7 separate regions of the Mus musculus genome follow, and regions 1, 2, 3, 4, 6 and 7 are each linked to region 5. The links are chromatin contacts, called in public HiChIP or PLAC-seq and promoter capture Hi-C maps. All regions are on one chromosome and are shown on one strand. The core of a region is the stretch at or near the end of the contact, and the rest is flanking DNA. Distances in the headings are between cores, read along the strand shown. Region 1 holds the start of Zfp300 (zinc finger protein 300). Region 2 holds the start of Uba1 (ubiquitin-like modifier activating enzyme 1). Region 3 holds the start of Syn1 (synapsin I). Region 4 holds the start of Usp11 (ubiquitin specific peptidase 11). Region 5 holds the start of Kdm6a (lysine (K)-specific demethylase 6A). Region 6 holds the start of Ndufb11 (NADH:ubiquinone oxidoreductase subunit B11). Region 7 holds the start of A230072C01Rik (RIKEN cDNA A230072C01 gene).

Region 1 (2,700 bases), core at 51-2,550, 2.9 Mb after region 5:
AGAGCAATATTAGCCTTGTGTTTTCTAATAAGGACTTGAAGGACCCATCAGAGGACTGTCTGACCAACACTAGGAAGTTTGTGCACCCGTGGAAGTGGCTTACTGTTTCTTTAATAATGAGATACAAGTGAATATGTTTCATTCCTCTTATGTTATGGCTTACAGAAAGCTCAGAAAATTAACTGTATTTTAACATAAAATATAAAATCCTATGACACACTCACACTCTTGTGCTGGTCTTGTTCTATATCCTTAAAGTTTGTGTTTATATGTATCGGCCTTATAGAATAAATAATAATGCAATAATTCATATACTCACATATAAAGTTTATTATATATGTATCAAAGCATTGTTCTAAACATATATTAATTCAATTGACCTTCACAATCACCATACAAGGTAGATATTATCGTTATTATCTTAACCATTCCCATTTTACAGTTAAGAAAATTAAGGCACAGAGAGCTTTGGTAAGCTCATAATGCTGTTAAGAGCAATTTAGCTGCAGATTCTATAGTCTTAACCACTAGACCATATTGCTTCTATCCTAATATGGGCAGAGGATAACTGGGAGAAGCAAATAAGAACTTACCTGGGACTCAGTCATGACTGACTGTTGTGGAGAGAAGCCAAAGGCCTAAAAAGGCAGAACTGTTGAGAGGGAGAAGAAAAAAAGAGTTTCAGATGGCAAGGATACGCAGACTGAAAGTTCACCAAATCACCATGCCAGAAATTCACAAATGCCAGCAGGTAAAATGGCCACGGTATATAGCTAAGAAAAATGCGAAAGGGAATTTGTTTTCCCTCGCAGATCCTCATTATCCAACAACACAGCTCTATCAGGGTCCTCATAGGCAACTGCAATACTCCACAGAGCTCAACATCACTTACACTACTGACCCTATCACTCTACTGCACGCTCATTACAAACCCCAAATATTCCCATCATTCACTTCACTACCCGCCTCCATCAAAGCCTCTACAGATCACTCATTTAAGGGATCTCCATCACTCAGCCTGCAGCCTCCCGCCCACATTTTCAATTCTCATTTTTGAGCCCCTCCCCAAGTACTCACCGAGTAAATTCGTGTTTGCAGTGTGTTTGCACTTGTCTGTCTCACTCCGCCTGCAGAGTGCCAGCCTGCTCACTTCCGCTCTGAATGAACTCTGCACTCCTTCACTCTCTTCTCCGATCTTAAAATCTGAATTCTTATGCCGGCAAAGTCTCTTTTATATTTCCCGTATCAGTCATAACTTCCTGAGATAACCACTTTTTAGTCCTTTTCCCCGCCTTAGTTACTGCGAGCACTAAACTTGCGCATGCGCAGTAGCCCTTCCTGAAGCTGTCAGCGCTAGCGGACCTAAAATATTTTGATTACCACAAGGATTGAATTTGCAGGCAGGAAAAATGGATGCGCCAATAAGCCGTGTTTTTAAGGGAGCAGACATCTTTATAACTTTTGCCGTTTCGTACAGCGGAGAAAAAAATCTGCCTCAATGTTTAAAGGAGATGAGATTTTTTTGAGGAATTTGAACACTTGGACAGAGGCACACTAAGACGGGCGACCTTTAGAGCTAAGGGCTACAACCCCAGCTCCGTATCCCCACCCCGACCCCTGGGCAGGGAGATACCAAGAGGAGACGGGATTGGGTGAGGGAAGATCTGGAACGCTGCTACCCTTCCTGGGAACTATATGGGGTAAAAGAGAATCAGAGCAGAGAACAATGCGTTCCTCTAAAGAGCAGCACCATTATGGACACGGGGAGAAATCATGGAGTTGGTAGTTCTTTCAAGGAAATACCACTAGAGAGGTAGGCATATTTTATTTAGGCTAGCTGTGAAGAAGACTCAGATTGGTATGATCCTCTGTATGGGAAATACCAGGATGCTGACGTATGCAAATCTAAGGGCAGTAAGAGTCTGTGCTCAGAGAAAGGGATACTGAAGAAAGTGACGCTGGTAAACTCAGGTGCAAGGAAAATTGGAGACAAAAACGCAGGCAACGTTGTTGTGGCTTAGAGATGAGGAGGAGAGTCCACAAAGTCCTGACTGTGACACCTCACCCCCAACCCCGCATACCCACATTCCTGGAAACATGTGGCAGAGAGATTTGGGAAAGTGCCTATGCCAGGCTCTGGGTCCTATGGAACCCATCTCAGGGTCTTCTACAGTCATGGAGGAACCAACAGGAGACTGATCCAGCTTTAGACTGCAGACACTGCATTATCATTTTACCACGTGAAAGCCGACGTAACATGTAAGGGTCAACTAAGTGATTCTTTTTCATGGCTATTGCAATAGAGACATTTTTTATTAATGAAAAATATACTAAAGACAAGGAAGAAGGGTTAGGGTTAGGGTTTTTATAAAGACACATCAATAGAGCAGTCATCCTTGAGCCATGAGCATGGATGACTTGGGTCTTATTTCAGAATATGGAAAAGGCACGGGGAGTGCTATGGATTTGTGTATCCTCCCCAAACCAATGCACTATTATTTGGAATGTAGTCTTTGGAAAGTAATTAGAATTAGATAATGTTGTTAGGGTGAACCCTGCTCCAATGGAATTGGTGGACTAATAAAAGACACATAAGAGTTTACTTATTTTTTGTTCACACATAAATCAAGTCACATGACAATGCAGTAATACACAGCTATTTGTAAACAAGAAAGACAACTTTTACCCCAAACCAAATCA
Region 2 (2,700 bases), core at 29-2,528, 2.5 Mb after region 5:
GCCACTTTGGGTGGGGGCTGCCCATCAAACCTCATGAATAATTCGTGAACTGTATGGGATTGGTACTTTTTAAAAAGGTTTATTTATTTATTTTATGTATGTGAGTACACTGTAGCTGTACAGATGGTTGTGAGCCTTCATGTGGTTGTTGGGAATTGAATTTTTAGGATTCCTGCTCGCTCTGGTCAACTCCGCTTGCTCCAGCCCAAATATTTATTTATTATATCTAAGTACGGTGTAGCTGGCTTCAGACACACCAGAAGAGGGCGTCAGATCTCATTACAGTGAGCCACCATGTGGTTGCTGGGATTTGAACTCAGGACCTTCGGAAGAGCAGTCAGTGTTCTTACCCGCTGAGTCATCTCCCCAGCCCAGTACATTTTTTTGAGACAGGGTTTCCTGTTAACCAGGCTTGCCTCAGACTAATGAACCTCCTGCTTCTACCTTCCTAGTGCAGAGATTAAAGGCATGCAGCACCATGCACATAAGCGCAGCTTGGGCGCAATCTTTCTTTTGGTGTTCCCACCCCACCACCCTAAGACAAGGTTTCTATGTGTAGCTCTGATTGTCCTGGAACTCCTTCTACAGACAGGCCTCAAACTCAGACCCTCCTGCTTCTGCCCACTGAGTGCTGGGATTAAAAGTGTACACCACCACACCTGGTGGACACAACCTTTCTTGACCTCTCTGTTTTCAAGTTGAGCTGCTGCTGCTGCTGCTGCTGCTGCTGCTGCTGCTGCTGCTGCTGCTGCTCCAACAGCTTCATTCAGTATTTAGGAGTCAGAGGAGTGCTGCCTGCAGTAGCCCTGTTTCTTGCTTACTGGGTATTAGATGGAGCAATAAGGCAGGCCTGCCTCTTTTGTTCCATCTCACTGAGTCTCGTGCATTATTCATGAATACGATATAGCTTTGGTCTCCTTGATTCCCAGCTACTGCAAGATCATTCATTATTCATGAACATGGGGTGTGGTTGTAATGCTTTAACATCTACTTTCTGGTTGCCTAGTCCTAGTAAACCCATAACCTTGCTTCGTGATTCACGATCGGGAAGAATGGCCTTGAGGTCCTTCCTTGATTTCTTTGACAGCTTAGATGCAGTAATTCTTTATTCATATTTCATAGCCTCTTGCTCTACCTGTTTTTCTAGTTACTGCCTCCAGAGCCACTTGGTGGAGCTGTTCTCCTTCTAATTAAAGAAGTCCCAAACTGGGCAGGGAAAATACATGATTCATGAGTGGGCGCGGTCCTCTTGCATCCGGGTTTCTGGGGGTGGGGCTCAGGGTTTTGTTCCGGCCTTGGGCTCTGCCGCCGCCATCTTGTGTCGGCTGCTGGGGTGAAGGAGGGTGGCAGGGAAGACCACAACCACCGCGGTCGGGGAAGGAGAAGGCGACAGTGATCCTAGCTGGCCCAGGCGGCAGGAGGAGGAGGAGAAAGAGGAGGGTGGCGGCCGAGCTTGACTTCGGCTCCTTGAGGAGTTGGCGGCGGCACGACCCGGGGAACCGGCATTGGTAATAGCTTTTCTCTGCACCTGGCTCGAAGCGCAAGGGCTCTGGGAGGTATGGGAGGGTCCCTGCTGGCTCTCTGCCAGCCCAATGTCTGAGTGCACTGCCGTGTCCTGGGTATTAAGAGTCACTAGGCAAGCGGGTGTGGGGGTGTGCAAATCCTGGGGTGGGGTGGATCACGTCTGTCTGGGACCACCCCTATTCCCTTGAGCTTCGAAATCTGACCTTGACGTCAGACCCCTATCTCAGCTTCTGGAGACTTCTGGCTCAGCACTATTACCAGGTATCTTGATCCGATCCTGAGCCATGCATTTCCTATCAGAACTCCCCACAGTCTCCATAAAGGCACCGGAATTCGGTGTCGCTGCTCATGAAAGCCGTCCATACTTGTGTGCTATTTGAAGACCTGCCCCAAAATCTCCCTTGAGACTCTTCCTAGCCCTTCAGTATTTGCTCTCATGGCTTAAGAGGGGCCAGGCTTGAGGAAAGGTCCGCGTGGCCTTCATTTCCGAATGAAGAGCCTTGTCTAGCATTTTCATCCAGTCTCCCCTCCCCCCAGGATACTATCTGTCCTTAGAGCTGCCATCTGGATTAAACCCGGTGAAAAGCTCTCTGCCTAGCCTTTCCGTGGGAAATCCATTCCTACATTTGAGATCTCCCAATACCACTTTGACATAGCATCCTCCATCGTGGACACCTGGCATTCTTATTCTTTTAAGCACCTGCCTTTAGAGACTCTCCCTGCTTTTAGGGACGCCCCCCTTTTTCACGTTCTCATTGTTCTTGAAGCATTGTTGTCTTCTCCATCAGCCATCGTAACCCCAGTATATTTCCTTTAGTCTCTCATGGGACTAGACGCCAGGGAGGACCTGTTTGGACACAGTTCTCCATTAGTGATCTCTTGCCGCCATCTACTCTTTCAGACTCTTGATTTGTAGCCCCATCTGCCCGATGGTCTCATTCTAGACCCAATTTTTGCCTTCAAAGGCAGACCAGCATTCTAGCTTCTCTTTTTATAGATTCCTTAATCTAACAACAGGCCTCAGAATCTGCCCTCGTCTTTTTTAAAGGTTTCTAGTACCATCATCATTCAGAGAGTCTCAGCATTTGCTTTTGACTTCCCTGAACCTCTATCACTGTCAGATACCTTTTTCCCCAACAGGCTCATTTATCTTCCACAGGAGTAGAAAACCTCATC
Region 3 (2,709 bases), core at 167-2,666, 2.8 Mb after region 5:
TCCACCAAAGACCTTTGGAAAAGTGTCTGGAGAACAGGAGATTCAGAAAGCACTCAATAAATGTCTTGTAGAGTCATTATAGGAAAAGGTCATTGAGGAGAGACTGGTAATGAGTCACACATAGAAAGCTTGAAAACCCTCACAGAATTCATGCTTGGAAAATGATTTGTTTGAGGCAGGTTTAGGAATAGTACATGTTAAGCATTTAATGCCTCTTAGATCCTTCAGAGAAAATGGGTCCCTTCAGAGCACGTACCTGGACTTGGCATTCAGTCAAGGTTCATAGGATCCATTAGAGTCAGAGCTTGTGATGAGAAAATGAGGTGGAATACACAACAGACACATTCAATCACTGCTTACAGACAAGTTTGAAAGGTCTTTGATGAGGGCTCTGGGGTGGGACATATAGCATCAATTGGATACACGTTCACAAGATCCATTAGAGAGATGGCCTTTGGGCAAGGGGTGAGGGTAACTGCGTGAATCAGGCTCTCAAAACATGCTCAAGGAAGTCCTTAGAGCCAAAGACTTCCAGGGAAGGGCTCTGCAGTGAGGTATAATGCAGGTGCTAATGCTTACAAGACTCATTAGGGAATGAGACCTTCCAGGCAAGAGCTGGACAGAGGAGGTAGGGCACATTTGGCCCTTGAAAGCTTTCTGCATATATTGAAGCCAAAAGCTTTTGGGAATGAGTAATAAGAAGAGGCAACAGATAATTGCTCCTTGTACCCATTTTAGTTTGGGGGAGGTAAAAGTGGGGCTTAAAGGGAGAGCTGAGCACAAATCATTAAAAGGAAGGAACTGGGCGAGGGGGCCAGATATCAGGCGCACAAGTGGCGCTCGATAATAGCTCATTCACTGTAGAAACATCTGGGTACCCAGGCCCTCGAGGAGGCGCAACAGCGGCTTACCAGTCGGTGTGCGGTTCGTCGATGACCAGCAGCACCCTGGCGGCGGCGCCCCCGCGGCCTGCGCCCCCAGAGCCACCGCCCACCTGCTCGCTGAAGGTGGCGGCTGCGGCTGCTGTGGTTTGCTTGACCGCGTTAGACAGCGACGAGAAGAAGCCGCCGCCCCCCGAGGACCCAGGACTAGGGGCTGCTGGAGAAGCCACTGGAGCAGCTGTGGAGGCCCTCTCGGCAGAGGCTGTCGCGGAGCCGGGCGTGGCCCCAGGGCTGGCGGCCGAGGGAGGCGGCGGGGGCGGTTGCGGGCGCTGCAGGTCTGTCATGTACCCATTCGGCAGATTGGCCATGAAGTTGCTGTCCGACAGGCGGCGCCGCAGGTAGTTCATGGTGGCGGCGTGGGGCAGGGGATCCAAGGGGCAGTGGGTCTGTGGGCCGCGGGGGCGGAGCGCGAGGGGCTCAGGAGCACGGCGGTGCTCTCTGGCACGACGCGACTCCTCTGCTGCCCGCTGCAGACTGAGGCAGCGCCGAGGCTCTGCCGCCGCAGAGCGTATGGTCGCGCCCGCACCTCCCTATCTTGCACCTCTCGTGGTGCGGTCCGACTGGACTCACGGCAGCATGGACGCGACCAAGGCGGCGAGGAAGGGGAGTTTGGGGAGGGCTAGTGAGTGACGTCAGTCAGCCTTTGGTGCTGGGGAGGTGGTGGTGCGCGCCGGCAGCGGAGGCGAAGGCTCTGACCGCGGTGCTGAATCCGACAGTGCGCATGCGCCGCGCCGCAACCTCTTCCCCTCCCCCTCTGATGGGGGCGGGGGATGCGCAATTTGGGGAGTGGGGGTGGGGTTCTTGTCCTGAGGGTCCGGACCTGTAGTAACGAAACTCCCTCCCACGATCCTACCCTGTTTACCAACCTCTTCCTATTCCTTAGGCTAACTTGCACTTACACACTCTTGCCCTTCCCAGATACTTGGGTTTCCAGTGTTGATTTTCACCTTTGAAGGCATTTTGGGGATAGAAGCACACTCAGAGGGGAACATAAATGTAGAAATTCTCCTTCCTGCAGTGTTCCCGGGGAGACATCTCCTATAACAACTCTGTCGGGCAAAGAAAAGAGCACGGGGGTGGCGTAAACATCACCAGACAGGCGGAGGTGGACACTTGGGTAGTTAACATATCCTTGCCCTTGGTGGTGAGAATCTGAAAGAACACATGGAATAACACAAATAGAAAAGGAAGGAAAGACAGAATATATATGTACATCACAGAACACACAGGCATCCAGGTATATATGTAGACACAGAAGCTCAGGGTAACACACATGAGCATATTGAGCACACATTACACATTCAGATAACACTTTGACTCACACCCAGAGAATCTCACACAAGTGCACACATCTAGGAAAAACACAGACTCCCAGATGAGCAAGGAAACTCTGGGTATGCAATGCAGAAGCATTTCCTGCAGCGCTAGCTCTGATGTGTTTTCAGCCTCCTCCACATGCACATATTTAGTCTACATGGCCTCATTCCTCTGCTCCGGACATAGCCCAAACCCAGTGTCATTAGTGTTCATGGATGTCTTCCTCTTTGCAGACAGGAAGCCACATAATACTTTCATGTGGAAAAATAAAGTAATTTTGGTGGTCTGAATAAGAAGGCTCATATATTTGAATGCTTAGTCACCAGGGACTGGTGCTGTTTGGAAAGATTAAAAGGATTAGAATGTGTGGCCTTGTTGGAGAAAGCACGTCACTGGGGTGGGTTTTGGGGGTTCAAAAGTCCATGCCAAGCCCAGAGCCAGCCAGCCAGCC
Region 4 (2,753 bases), core at 93-2,592, 2.5 Mb after region 5:
AAGGCAGGGGGATCATCATAAGTTCAAGGCCAATCTGAGCTTCATGTTCAGAATTGAGACTCTTTCAAAAAAACACCAAAAGAAACCCTGGCCGGTTCAATGGTTTTCACATACATGTTTGTCATCAGATTTCCTTTATATTAAAGATTGGGGACACTCAATGAATTGGTTATCCCAAGATACCCTCTGAATAATTCCACTATATATGCATGAAAATGAGAGTGAAGATACTGCAGAAAGTCTTGATTTTGTGAAACCTCCTGAGAGGGTTTCCTGAGCTGATAGCATGTGACCACAGTTTGAGGATCTGCCTGGTGTTTAAGGACACAGCTCTGGAACTAGGTCTGCCGTGCTATGGCACATCCTAGCTGAGGACAAATGATTTCACATTTCTGGCTCTCAGTTTCCCACATTGTTACTCATGGGCCAAAAACAATACAGTTATCTGCTACCCAAGGCTACTATTTAAGTCCAGCAAGTCACTTAAACTGGACAGACTCAGTATTTGTTATGCTTCCAACAAACACACAGATTTGTCTGGTAACTCTAGTTCAGGAAGCTGAATGTTGAAGTGCATGCCTGTATTCCATCACTTTGGAAGCTGAGGAAGGAGGATCAAGGCAAATCAATTGCCAGCCTGGGCTTCATAGAGTTGGAGGAAATTCTGGGGCAATTTAGCAAAGTCCCTGTCTCAAAGATAGAAAAGACAGATGACACACAGACAATCACACAGAGAGCCACACCCTAGTTCAGGCTCTCAGGAGATGATAAACTATTTGAGAAAAAAACCTTTTATTTCATGTATATAAATGTTTTCCCTGTATTCATATATGTGTACCTTGTCCATTTCCGCTGATCCTCAGGAACCTGTGTTATGGATGGTTGTGAGCCACCATGTGGGTTCTGGGAATTGAACTCTTTCTTCTGCAGGAGCAATGAGTGCCCTTAACCTCTGAGCCATATCTCTAGCCCATACATTTGGTTTTGATGGATGAGAAAGGTAATTCACGTTAGGCTAACAAAAATGCCGCTTTCATAGTATGGGTTTGCAGTTAAAGGGGCAACTATTTGCCCTAAGCATCCTTTGTGAGGCCCTAAACACATATTTGCTCATTTTGGAAACCTCTGGCCTCCACCAAAGGACCATTTCACCTGGTGTTAGAGAATTCCACAAGGCACTAATGTCTTAGTTCCAAACAAGAGAGTTAACCCCTGGTATTGGTTGCAGAGACCACAGACCACCACCCAATTTCCGCCAAATGGTGACGTTTCCAAGATGGCAGTAGCCCCCTGATTGTTGGGGGGCTCTGCTTCCGTTTCCGGGACAGAATCCGGAAGTGCCAGTTGAGGGTCGTCTTCCTATCTTCAGTTGCGTCGGCAGTTGGAGGAGGACAGACGGTGATGGCGGCGGTCGCAGCGGACCCAGCTGCAGCTGCCGTCCCGGCCTCTGCTGAGGACCGAGACACACAGCCCGAGGCAATGCCAGACCTGGATGAACAGTGGCGCCAAATCGGGAATGGGCGAGAGCGTCCACTGCGAGCTGGCGAAAGCTGGTGAGGCTGGGCTTCAATGAAGCCTTGGCCAAGGGGACCTTGGGGGCGTTAGTATCGCGGGGTACTTAGAAATCAAATTCTGAGGATGAAGCGGTGCGAGGCTGGGAAGGGGCTTGGGCCGGCGGGAGAGAGGGGGCGTGGAAGTGCTAAGTGAATGAATCTCAACGTTTGGGGGAAAAGGCGGGGCCCGAGTGGGGCAGTCAGCCGCCTAAGGACAAAATGGGGTTTGTGATAGGGGTGGGGCGTGAAGGGGATGGCCGTGGGAGTCAGGGGACTGCATCGTTTGGGGAGGGGGTGAGAGGGGACTGCGTCTTGGAACCTGGAGCCTGGAAAGGAGGCTGGCTCCGTACTTAACGCGGGGGCGTGGCGTGTGTTACAAAACGTTGCGTCGGTTGCAAGGAACGGCCTACAAGTACTCGAAGCGCCTGTGAACCCGACGAGCTTGGTGGCGTCCGCTGAAGAGCAACTCCATAGCCTATAGCTGTGGGCCGAGGGGCGGAATAGTGTGGTATGGGGAGGGTGCCTGGCTCCTGGGAACAAGGCGAAGGGCTGGGGAGGGGCAAACTGTGGAGGAGGGGCAGTGCCTGGGGCAGAAAATGGCGCCTGCAAAAGAGCAAAGATTGTGACGCGGTATTTTTTTTTGTTGTTTTTGTTATTTTTTTAATACCCCTCTAGTTAAGGTCTCCTTCCTAGAACAGGAGAAAGTGCAGGTGGTTTACAAAAGATTATTTGGGGAGTTTTTTTTTCCACGTGATAATATTTTTGTAATCAGAAATGGCTATTTAAAAGGGATCCACAGCTTTTAACAAATTGTCTTGTTAGACCATTTTTTTTTAAATGCTAATCAATGCCTCTTAAAATTTACTGCTCCCCGGGTTCCTATTTCTCTCTTGAGTTGCTGCTCATTTTTAATTGTGAAAATCGTAAGACCTACAAAGATTATAGTATAAAACGTTTTACATAAATGGACATCCTGCTGAAAGAAATGGTTTGTATGCTTCAAAAATGGCAAGGTCATGAAAGGCATACGCTGAAGAACTGTTCCAGATTGAAGGAATTAATGCAGTTTAACAAGTCTATGCAACACGTGATCCTCATTTGGATCTAGCACAGGAAAAATAAATTATTTTTAAAAATGAGGGTTCTTTCTCATAATTTATTTCTCTTTCACTGTAAATTTTATTGGAAAAAAAATCGGTG
Region 5 (2,700 bases), core at 52-2,551:
TTATATATTCTGAAATCTAAATTTAAATATACCCTATTGATTACAGGTGTAAACTTATATAAAACATATAAAGCTTGGTTTATAAACGGATCTTTTCTTCATATAGTCCATTTACTAATATTTTCTATCCCAAAGACTGGAGGTGTGATGAGATACATCACATTATATCTGCCTTTTCAAAATAGTCGATGGAAAGTTTGGTCTATCTCCTGATTATACTATGGGTCAAACACCAGACTTATTTGTACCTGAGGGACAGAACAAGCAAATGTTACTGCTAAGGGTTTCCTATGTAGTGGAAGCAGAAAAAGGCTGGCAGGAAGCTGTGTTGAGGATTCTATTTCTCTAAGGCCAGTTCACATACAGCTCCTACTCTTCCATGGAGTACCCACTGAGATGACAGCAACAGAACCCAACATTCTGAAATCCCCCTCGACAAATTTCACTGTTTCTGTTTTTTTCTTTATAGTATAACGAATTACTGCTAGGGCGTAGGGTATATGCAAGCAGCAGGAATATCTGGCCCGAAAGTGCTGCCAACAGACAGACCTTTGGCGGTGGGGTGCGGGAGCCAGCGCGCCAGACCCCCTGCAGGCGACTGACTCTTCATTCCTCCCTGCCTGGGGTGAGTGGGCGGGGGTCGGGAGACGTTTTCCCCTTCCCCTTTTGAAAGGGTATGGGGCTTCGCGTGGCCTTGTCTAGGGCGGCGCCCAGGCTGCAGGGTATGAAGCCGGCTGCTGCTCCTCTGGCGCACTCCTCGTGGAGGCTATTATTTCTAGCAGTGCGCCTTCTTCCGAGGGCAGAGGTCTGGGGCCGAGTGTTCCCTCCCCGCGACTCAGCTGGTGTCCAGCCCTGTCGGGATCGATATTCCCGGAGTGCGCGAGCGCTAGCAGGACCACCGAAATCACAGTCTTGGCCCACCCTAGGGCTTCCGGGCAGCCAGAGGCTGTCCTAGGCTTTCTCGTTGGCGCTCGCTACAGGCGGTGCCGGACCTCGCCCAGACTGAGCACTCCCCTCCCCCCCCCGATCCCACCACGGCTCCCGAAGGGACACAGCCTGGACCCCTCCATTCTCTGCCTGTGTATTTAAGTAGCACAACCTAACCGGCTGCTCCCACTGGGTGACAACCCTACTCCGGACAGACGTGCCTATCAGCCAACCACCGACCAGAACTGGCGAGCATCCCGCTCTCGGATCTGTGGCGGCCTCGGTGGGCGGGGCTAAAGCAGCTAGCAAGTTAAGTGGAGCCACGACTGACGCGAGTCAACAAAGGTCACGTGAGGCGAGGGGCTGCTCTGGTTGGCTGCGCCGAGCGGGCTGTGAGGGGGGGGTCACGGCAGCGGCGTGGGGTTCGCTGTGTGACACAATTACAACAACTTTGTGCTGGTGCCGGGGAAGTTTGTGTCTCCTACGAATCCCCCCCAGAGCTCCCGCTCCTCGCGCGCTCCGGCCATTCCCGCCGACCCTGCCTGTGGCTGCCCCCTTCCCATCCCCGCGATGTGACCCTACAGCCGAGCCGTCGCCGCTCCGGACCCAGTGGTTCCACAGCCTCTGCTGCCTCTGCCTTCACCTCTACCGCGTTAGGATTTTTCGCTGCCGCCTCTCGCGGCAGAGGAGGAGGCAGAAATAAAGTTGGTGTGCCGGTCTTGTGCGGAGATTGGAGGCGTCCTTGCGGGCTCCGGCCCGGAGAGGGGGGGTGTCGGCGTTGGAGTTGTGAATTCGCTGCGTTTCCATGAAATCCTGCGGAGTGTCGCTCGCTACCGCCGCCGCCGCCGCCGCCGCCGCCGCTTTCGGTGATGAGGAAAAGAAAATGGCGGCGGGAAAAGCGAGCGGCGAGAGCGAGGAGGCGTCCCCCAGCCTGACAGCGGAGGAGAGGGAGGCGCTCGGCGGACTGGACAGGTACGGGGAGCGGGCACTCGCCCGGGCGGCTCGGGACAGGCTGGCGCCACTCTCCGAGGAGGCCGGAGCGCGGCTAGCCTGTGGCGGCCGTGGGGCGGGCACCTCGGCTTGGCGCTCTCGGCTCCGCTGACGCCCGGGCCTCGGGCTTTGGCACGGACGGGTCGGCGCCGATGCCGGGGCACTAACGAGCGGCGTGTGTCTTTCTCCGCAGCCGCCTTTTCGGGTTCGTGAGGTTTCATGAAGATGGCGCCAGGATGAAGGCCCTGCTGGGCAAGGTAAGGCAAACCGCGGGCCGGAGCGCGGACGCGGTCTCTCGAGCCAGAGGCGCGCTCGCCTGGGGCACCGGGGCCGGGTCACCACTCATTGTGGCCTCGAAAGACGGCCGAGGGGCTTCCGGAAAACTATTTCCTGCTACTGCGCTCCCCTCCACCCCCTGATACCTCGCTTGCTCTCTTGAGAGATCACTTCTCTTGGAGCCAGAGGACAGAGGCAGTGGCGCTTTTGGGGCCAAGCTCATGTGGGGCTTCCAAATTGACTACGATTTTACCGCCCTTGGAGGCTAGGCGGATGATCTCTGAGGTGCCTAGGGAGGGTCATGAGTTCGTAAACAGCTGTAGATTTCCTTAAATCCCCCGCTCGTTATCTTCCCTGGTTATTAAGGCTCTTTAGGCAGTCTGTTCCTGATGCCTGCTTTAGTCAAACATTTCGGGATGGCTTCTTGTCTCTGCTCCCTGAAGGGGGAAGTTGCACGTAGTTTAGGTCCGTAAAGAGTTTGCATGGGGTTATTGACTTGTATCATCA
Region 6 (2,700 bases), core at 50-2,549, 2.5 Mb after region 5:
AAACACAAACCTCACAATATCCTCAGTAGAGTGGAAATGGCAATAATAAACACCTTCTAATTTGGAGTACTTCTGAAGTAAGTGGTAAGAGCTGCAGTGACCATTCTGACTCATATGAAGCAGGTGTGTTTTTCTTAGCTTTCCTAGTACTTTTCTCACTTTACAAAGAAACCGAGGCACCAAGAGATTAAATTACTTGTCCAAGGTCATACAAGTGAATAATTTTCAACCCAAGATGTCTGACTCCAGAATCTCTGCTCTCCATAAAGCACAGGAATTCAGTCCTGAATGCAAATAATCAGCTCCATGACCTACTCAAGCTGTGATCTTGGGCTAGCAACTTGTGTTTTAGTATCCTCATCTATGTCACTGTAACAGTTACAGTGCCTACTTCAGTAACAGTTATAGTGCCTACTTCAAAATCACGCTACTTTAGAATTGAGATGAGTAAATAGATACAAAGTGTCTAGCACAGCCTGGCATTATGCACGTGTTACCTTAGAGTTTAGTATTACCCTAATTATAAAGTTTCTAACATGCTTTGGGTGCTGCCCTCTTTCAGTGTGATTTCTGACTGCAAATAAGGCAACGAAAGAGAAAAACAAGCTAGGCAAAATTTCTGAATATTCGAAGATTTTGTCCACTGCTCAAATCTCGGGCCGGAGAATGTCCGCTTTGACACTGGTTTCCCTGGTCCAGATTGGCCCCTACAGCGTCCCGTTTTCCCCCCTCCCTCTCACCTTCGCGTAGACGTTTTCGTCCTCGGGTTCTGGGTCCTCCTGCCACTGCATGGTCGGTTCTCGTTGCCGCTTTTTCTCCACACCGGATGGGGCGATTACAGCCCTGGAGGACTCCCAGCGAACGCGAGCAGCCGGGAGCCCTCTCATCGCCCCCGCTGCTGACAGGCAGCGACCATACAAGCTTAACAGTCGGGCCGCCATGACAGCTTGTACTGCGGAGTCCTGGGGGGCGGGGGGGGGGAGGGAGACGGAAATACAATGTGCGCAGCTGCGGTTGATCCCAGCGCGATTTTTGTCGCTCCGCCCTTACCTTGCTAAATAGATCCCCGGCCTAAGTTTGTTTACGAGTTCGGCGAGGTGCGGACTCTATTTTGCCTCCCACGCCGTGTCGCTACCGAATCAACGTTATCATTTCTGTTAGTCTGGGAGAGAGTTGTTTTTGAGAGGTCTGTTCATTTTCTTCGTAAGAAGAAAGCGGTGACATCTAGATGGCCCTGTAGGGAAAGAGGTGGAGCTTCTAGTTGTCTTTCAACTTCAAAGGACAGCAAGCTTCTAAAGAGCGGGCCTCTTAGGGGTAGCCAATAGCTACTCTTTTTTCTGGACTCCTGGGCCGTTCTCACAGGGAATGGGGAGGTAGCATATGCTTGCCAATCAGAGAATGCCAGGGCCAGCCAATGGTGACCGGCAACCAATCGTCAAGGCCGGCCAGAGCGCGCTCCCTTAGTAGGTGGATGGTGGTCGGATCGCCGGCTCTCTTCTCGTCGCCATTTTGTGTTGGTGACTGTGGCCGGCTAGGAGGAGGTGGCACCGAGTTTCCTTGGGAGGGCAACGCGTCGGTCGCGTCTCCCCTCCCCCTTTCCTCCTTTTTGCTCCCAGTCTTGGACTTGGTAGTTGCATGCATTGGCTCCCATTTGAACTAACAGTTCTGAAGGAGGTGGTGGCGGGCGGAGGTGATGCCTGGGAGCCCTCCCTTGACAGCCCGGGCCGAGAAGGTGAGCGCCGTTGCGGGTCGTGGGATCGGAGGTAAAGGAGCTGGGCGCGTGGGAGGGGGAGAGGGCCGGTGTGCATAGAAGAGGCGCGGGGACGGACTGTACCCTCGGAGTTCGCACAGAGCTGAGGGATGCCTGCACAGCCTGCACCTGAAGAGGGGGTATGGTCCCCCACCCCAGCTTTTTTCTTATGAAAGCAAAAGCGCGTGCGCGATTGGGACGCGGGATGGGTGCACGCGGGTTGGGGGAAGGGAGAGACAGATGGGAGTGGGGTACTGTGACTTACTGTATTTGCCCACCGAACTTTTTATCTTTTGAAACGCGCGTGTTTGCGACTTTGCGGGGGGTGTTCTTAGAGGAGGGTTGTGCTGACTGCCCTTGTTACTTAACTATCCACGGGGAAATACTCTGGCTGCGGCCTCTATTCATTTATGTGGTGGGAATGAGGGTGACAAGCGCGGAGAAAGAAAGTGAATATGGTTTTTATCCTTGGGGTCTGTATCTGACCTCTGATCCTTATCAGGAAGCAGGCTTGTTACTGATCGACCCCAACTTAGTTAGTTTGGGGAGGGGGTGCAGAGAATATATATATCCGGCGTTTCTTCTTTTGGGAGTTGTATCTGTAACAGTGAGGTCTATATATTCAAAGGGAAATCCGTTTAATTGTGTCTCTTATAGGTATCCTGTGATCCTGGCCCTTGGCTATTTTGGGGGCTTGTCTGTAACTTTGTTTCTTTTCTGTGCTGTGTATGCAACAAAATTAGACTCATTCTTTTGCCATTGAGCATTTTGTGTCAGGTTCTCATCCACTGGGGTTCCTGCCTGTGATTCTTTTCCCCATCTGGGGGAAGTTAACTGATCCTTGAGTTGGAAGAGAAAATAGGTACTTAAGAGAAAAGGTGTTGTGGCAACCTACCGTTGGGCAAGTACTATACCCGCCTAGCTTTACTTGGTTCCTGTACAAATGGGTG
Region 7 (2,700 bases), core at 50-2,549, 2.8 Mb after region 5:
TTAGAATCGAGTGTTTACTACAAAGTGTTTTAAATGCTAGCCAAATGGTAAGCATTATATACTTGTTACCTATTATAATTATAAATATTACATTTTATTCAGTGACTTATGCCAATTAAAATGTCCCATCTTCACCCTAAATGTACCTCTCCATCTCTTTTAGCATGCTCACACAGTCCTAGTTCTAAATACCTAACTTTCTATTCAGATTAGTAATGACAGCAATAGCAATCATCCAGTTGTTGAGTCTTTAGTGTATTTCAGGCACTGGGGTCAAATTCCTTTCCTAAAACAACTATTTAGGTTATTTGTTTTATTACCCAAGACAATATCTGAGTTTCTCAGGCTAAGTATTGAATTTGTAAACACACCAAACAATTCTTTCCTCTCAGCCTCAATATAATAATAGTGGGGTTTATCTGCATTTTTAAAATGTGTTCTTACTTGCATTTATGTGTTTATTTTGTGTACATGTATGGGTGCCATGATACATACCTGGAGGTCAGAGGTCAGGTTTTTGGGAGTCTTTCTTTCTTCCACCATGTGGGTCCCAGAGATCTAACTTAGGGCATGGGGTTGGAGGCAAGCCATCTTGCTGGCCCTAGTTTGCTTGTTTTGAGACATAATCTCAAAGCCCAGGCTATACACAACCTCGAATGTAGGTGAAGATCACCTTCAACTCTGGGTCATCCTGCTCCTGACACTATCCCAAGTACAGCAATTGCAGGCCTGTGTCACCACACTGGATTTTTTTTAAAATAGAATATTGTTCTATTTTCAAGGCTGGCTTGTAATCCTGGCTAAACAAGTGAATTTTCCCATCTCTCCACTAGAAGTGGCACACACCATGGAGCTTGAGCCTGGCTTTATTCTATTTTTTTCTCCCTTTGAGAAAGTTAGTCTGTAGCCCAGACTGGTTCTCAGCTTTACAAAGATCCTCCTGCTTCTGGCTCCCAAGTGCCGGAGTTGACACATTTAAAACTCAAACACCACGTTAAGAAGGCCTAATAAACTTTTCCATTTCACAGATGAATAAAGTTCACAAAGGTGAAGTAAGGTACAACTTGTTCATAAATATTGGTTAAATGGCCTAGTCAGAAACACCCTGTGTTCGGAATGACTATTTTAAACCAACAAACAAGGTCAGAGCTCTGCTAAAGGGACAAGTTCCAACCACATCTCAGCCCAGAAGTCAACCCTATTCCCAGAAGTCTGGGCGGCCAATCCGAAAGTTTGGTCGGCATTCTGTCCCACCCACCACGTGAAATTTCTCAAACGTCACGCCTCCCACGTTGTCACTCACTGCAAGTCTCGCTGCAGTACGTCACTGATAAAGGTCTCGTACCGCAGCACTTTCTCCCCCACCGTATCCAAGGCCCGCCGTTTCGGGGGCGTCGCCATGACGGGCACCTGGGGGAGTAAAGGGGGGGGCACGTTGAGCGCTCTATTTAAACTTCACAAAATTCTCTCCAGCCACTCAACGTTGGGGATGACTTCTTTCGGCTCGAGCTACGGAGTTGCTTCTGCCCAACCCGATTTTGGAACTCGTTCACTCACCGGTACAGGAGTACGGCGTTTACCGTAGGGCCACCGGCAATAACTGTTAGTATGAGCCGCGGCTTCCGGGTGGCGCGGATGGATGATGTAATTTCCAGCAAGGGAGCCAACCAAATCGATGGGAGGGGCGGTCCGGCGTGTGGGAAGATGCACTTAGGGGAAGGGCTGCAGGCGGGGCCTGAGTGAATCCTTGGAGGTAGCAGGATCCTATGGATCTAGATGGGCCTGGCACGCCGCGGTCTGCCAGCAGGCGGATCGTCGCGAGCTGGCGGGAGACTGGTTTGGGTGACGTTCAATGAGATTTGGCGGGTTCTGAGGGAGGGTGGACTTACAGGAAGGTAGGGAGAGGGAGTTAAGTGTTTATAATTAGTAATTTGAAGTGTGTGTGTGTGTGCGCGCGCGCGTTGGTACTGAACTTATAGGCAGTTGTGAGCTACCATGATGTGGGTGCTGATAATGGAGTTTACATTCTCTGCAAGTTTTATGTGTTTTTAACTGATGAGCCATTTCTGTATTCCCCCCTCCTTACTCTTACATTTGTTTTCCTATTTTATGTGTTTTGTCTGCATGTTTATGGACTACATGCGTGCATTGCCCACAAAGGCCAGAAGAAGTTGTGGGATTCCCTGGAACTGGAGCAACCAACAGTTTGTGTGCACCATGTGGGTAATGGGAATCGAACCTGGGTCCTCTATAAGACTGGCCAGTGCTCTTAACTACTGAGGTATCTATATAGTCCCTATTTTTTTCTTTTAGAAACATTTCTATTCTTTGAGAGTTTCATAGATGTATGCAATATATTTTCATCATCTCCACTCCCTTTTCCCTCCAACTCCTCCTAGACTCCTCCTACCACATTTTCCTCCAATTTCATATTCTCTTTAAAACAAACAAACCAAATCAAAACCAAAAGAACTCACTGAGACCACTTAAGCATTTAATAATTTTAAAAGCACAAGAGTGCCTATAGACCAGCAAGGATTATGGTACTAATCTATAAGGAAGGCAGTATATCCTGTGGGGATCTGTTTGAAAAAAATATATGTTGCACACATTGTTTGGTTTTCACCCTCCATAAAGGGAATGAATAAGAGCACATAAAAATGTTTAAATGGAGACAAATTTTAAGAAATTTATCTTGAA

The links. Promoter capture Hi-C pulls out the DNA fragments that hold promoters and counts their contacts. HiChIP or PLAC-seq counts read pairs in DNA pulled down with a chosen protein or histone mark. Capture Hi-C pulls out chosen DNA fragments and counts their contacts.
Region 1: an H3K27ac HiChIP or PLAC-seq map of thymic regulatory T cells shows a contact between it and region 5, with 9 times the contacts expected there. The contact joins the promoter of Zfp300 here to the promoter of Kdm6a in region 5. A contact is called at or near these places in 1 of 39 promoter capture datasets (pre-B cells) and 1 of 115 datasets of contacts at active chromatin or transcription factors (thymic regulatory T cells).
Region 2: a promoter capture Hi-C map of adipose tissue shows a contact between it and region 5, with 4 times the contacts expected there. The contact joins the promoter of Uba1 here to the promoter of Kdm6a in region 5. A contact is called at or near these places in 4 of 39 promoter capture datasets (erythroid cells, liver, neutrophils and 1 more) and 2 of 9 other capture datasets (adipose tissue and liver).
Region 3: a promoter capture Hi-C map of pre-B cells shows a contact between it and region 5, with 5 times the contacts expected there. The contact joins the promoter of Syn1 here to the promoter of Kdm6a in region 5. A contact is called at or near these places in 3 of 39 promoter capture datasets (cranial neural crest, pre-B cells and second pharyngeal arch cranial neural crest).
Region 4: a contact with region 5 is called in a promoter capture Hi-C map of pre-B cells. The contact joins the promoter of Usp11 here to the promoter of Kdm6a in region 5. A contact is called at or near these places in 1 of 39 promoter capture datasets (pre-B cells) and 1 of 9 other capture datasets (liver).
Region 6: a promoter capture Hi-C map of pre-B cells shows a contact between it and region 5, with 8 times the contacts expected there. The contact joins the promoter of Ndufb11 here to the promoter of Kdm6a in region 5. A contact is called at or near these places in 7 of 39 promoter capture datasets (the 3T3-L1 cell line, cranial neural crest, hippocampal neurons and 3 more), 1 of 484 Hi-C or Micro-C datasets (cardiomyocytes), 4 of 115 datasets of contacts at active chromatin or transcription factors (astrocytes, large pre-B cells, regulatory T cells and 1 more) and 2 of 9 other capture datasets (adipose tissue and liver).
Region 7: a contact with region 5 is called in a promoter capture Hi-C map of pre-B cells, with 2.9 times the contacts expected there. The contact joins the promoter of A230072C01Rik here to the promoter of Kdm6a in region 5. A contact is called at or near these places in 5 of 39 promoter capture datasets (the HPC-7 cell line, erythroid cells, liver and 2 more), 1 of 484 Hi-C or Micro-C datasets (double positive thymocytes), 1 of 115 datasets of contacts at active chromatin or transcription factors (bone marrow-derived dendritic cells) and 1 of 9 other capture datasets (adipose tissue).

Annotation. Positions count from the first base shown.
Region 1 is chrX:21,087,929-21,090,628 of GRCm38.p6, forward strand. It overlaps Zfp300 (zinc finger protein 300), which reads right to left and starts at 1,301. Exons shown (of 5, transcript NM_001358840.1): 1 at 1,078-1,301; 2 at 594-652. The coding sequence starts at 608.
Region 2 is chrX:20,661,618-20,664,317 of GRCm38.p6, forward strand. It overlaps Uba1 (ubiquitin-like modifier activating enzyme 1), which reads left to right and starts at 1,279. Exons shown (of 26, transcript NM_001136085.2): 1 at 1,279-1,508.
Region 3 is chrX:20,919,502-20,922,210 of GRCm38.p6, forward strand. It overlaps Syn1 (synapsin I), which reads right to left and starts at 1,417. Exons shown (of 13, transcript NM_013680.4): 1 at 912-1,417. The coding sequence starts at 1,288.
Region 4 is chrX:20,702,567-20,705,319 of GRCm38.p6, forward strand. Usp11 (ubiquitin specific peptidase 11) reads left to right here and starts at 1,343. Exons shown (of 21, transcript NM_145628.4): 1 at 1,343-1,553. The coding sequence starts at 1,402.
Region 5 is chrX:18,161,274-18,163,973 of GRCm38.p6, forward strand. Kdm6a (lysine (K)-specific demethylase 6A) reads left to right here and starts at 1,302. Exons shown (of 29, transcript NM_001310444.1): 1 at 1,302-1,899; 2 at 2,111-2,174. The coding sequence starts at 1,733.
Region 6 is chrX:20,616,320-20,619,019 of GRCm38.p6, forward strand. It overlaps Ndufb11 (NADH:ubiquinone oxidoreductase subunit B11), which reads right to left and starts at 1,300. Exons shown (of 3, transcript NM_019435.5): 1 at 741-1,300. The coding sequence starts at 941. It overlaps Rbm10 (RNA binding motif protein 10), which reads left to right and starts at 1,184. Exons shown (of 24, transcript NM_145627.3): 1 at 1,184-1,732.
Region 7 is chrX:20,960,377-20,963,076 of GRCm38.p6, forward strand. It overlaps A230072C01Rik (RIKEN cDNA A230072C01 gene), which reads left to right and starts at 1,300. Exons shown (of 6, transcript NR_027445.1): 1 at 1,300-1,336; 2 at 1,474-1,602; 3 at 2,161-2,281. It overlaps Uxt (ubiquitously expressed prefoldin like chaperone), which reads right to left and starts at 1,602. Exons shown (of 7, transcript NM_013840.3): 1 at 1,558-1,602; 2 at 1,304-1,410. The coding sequence starts at 1,401.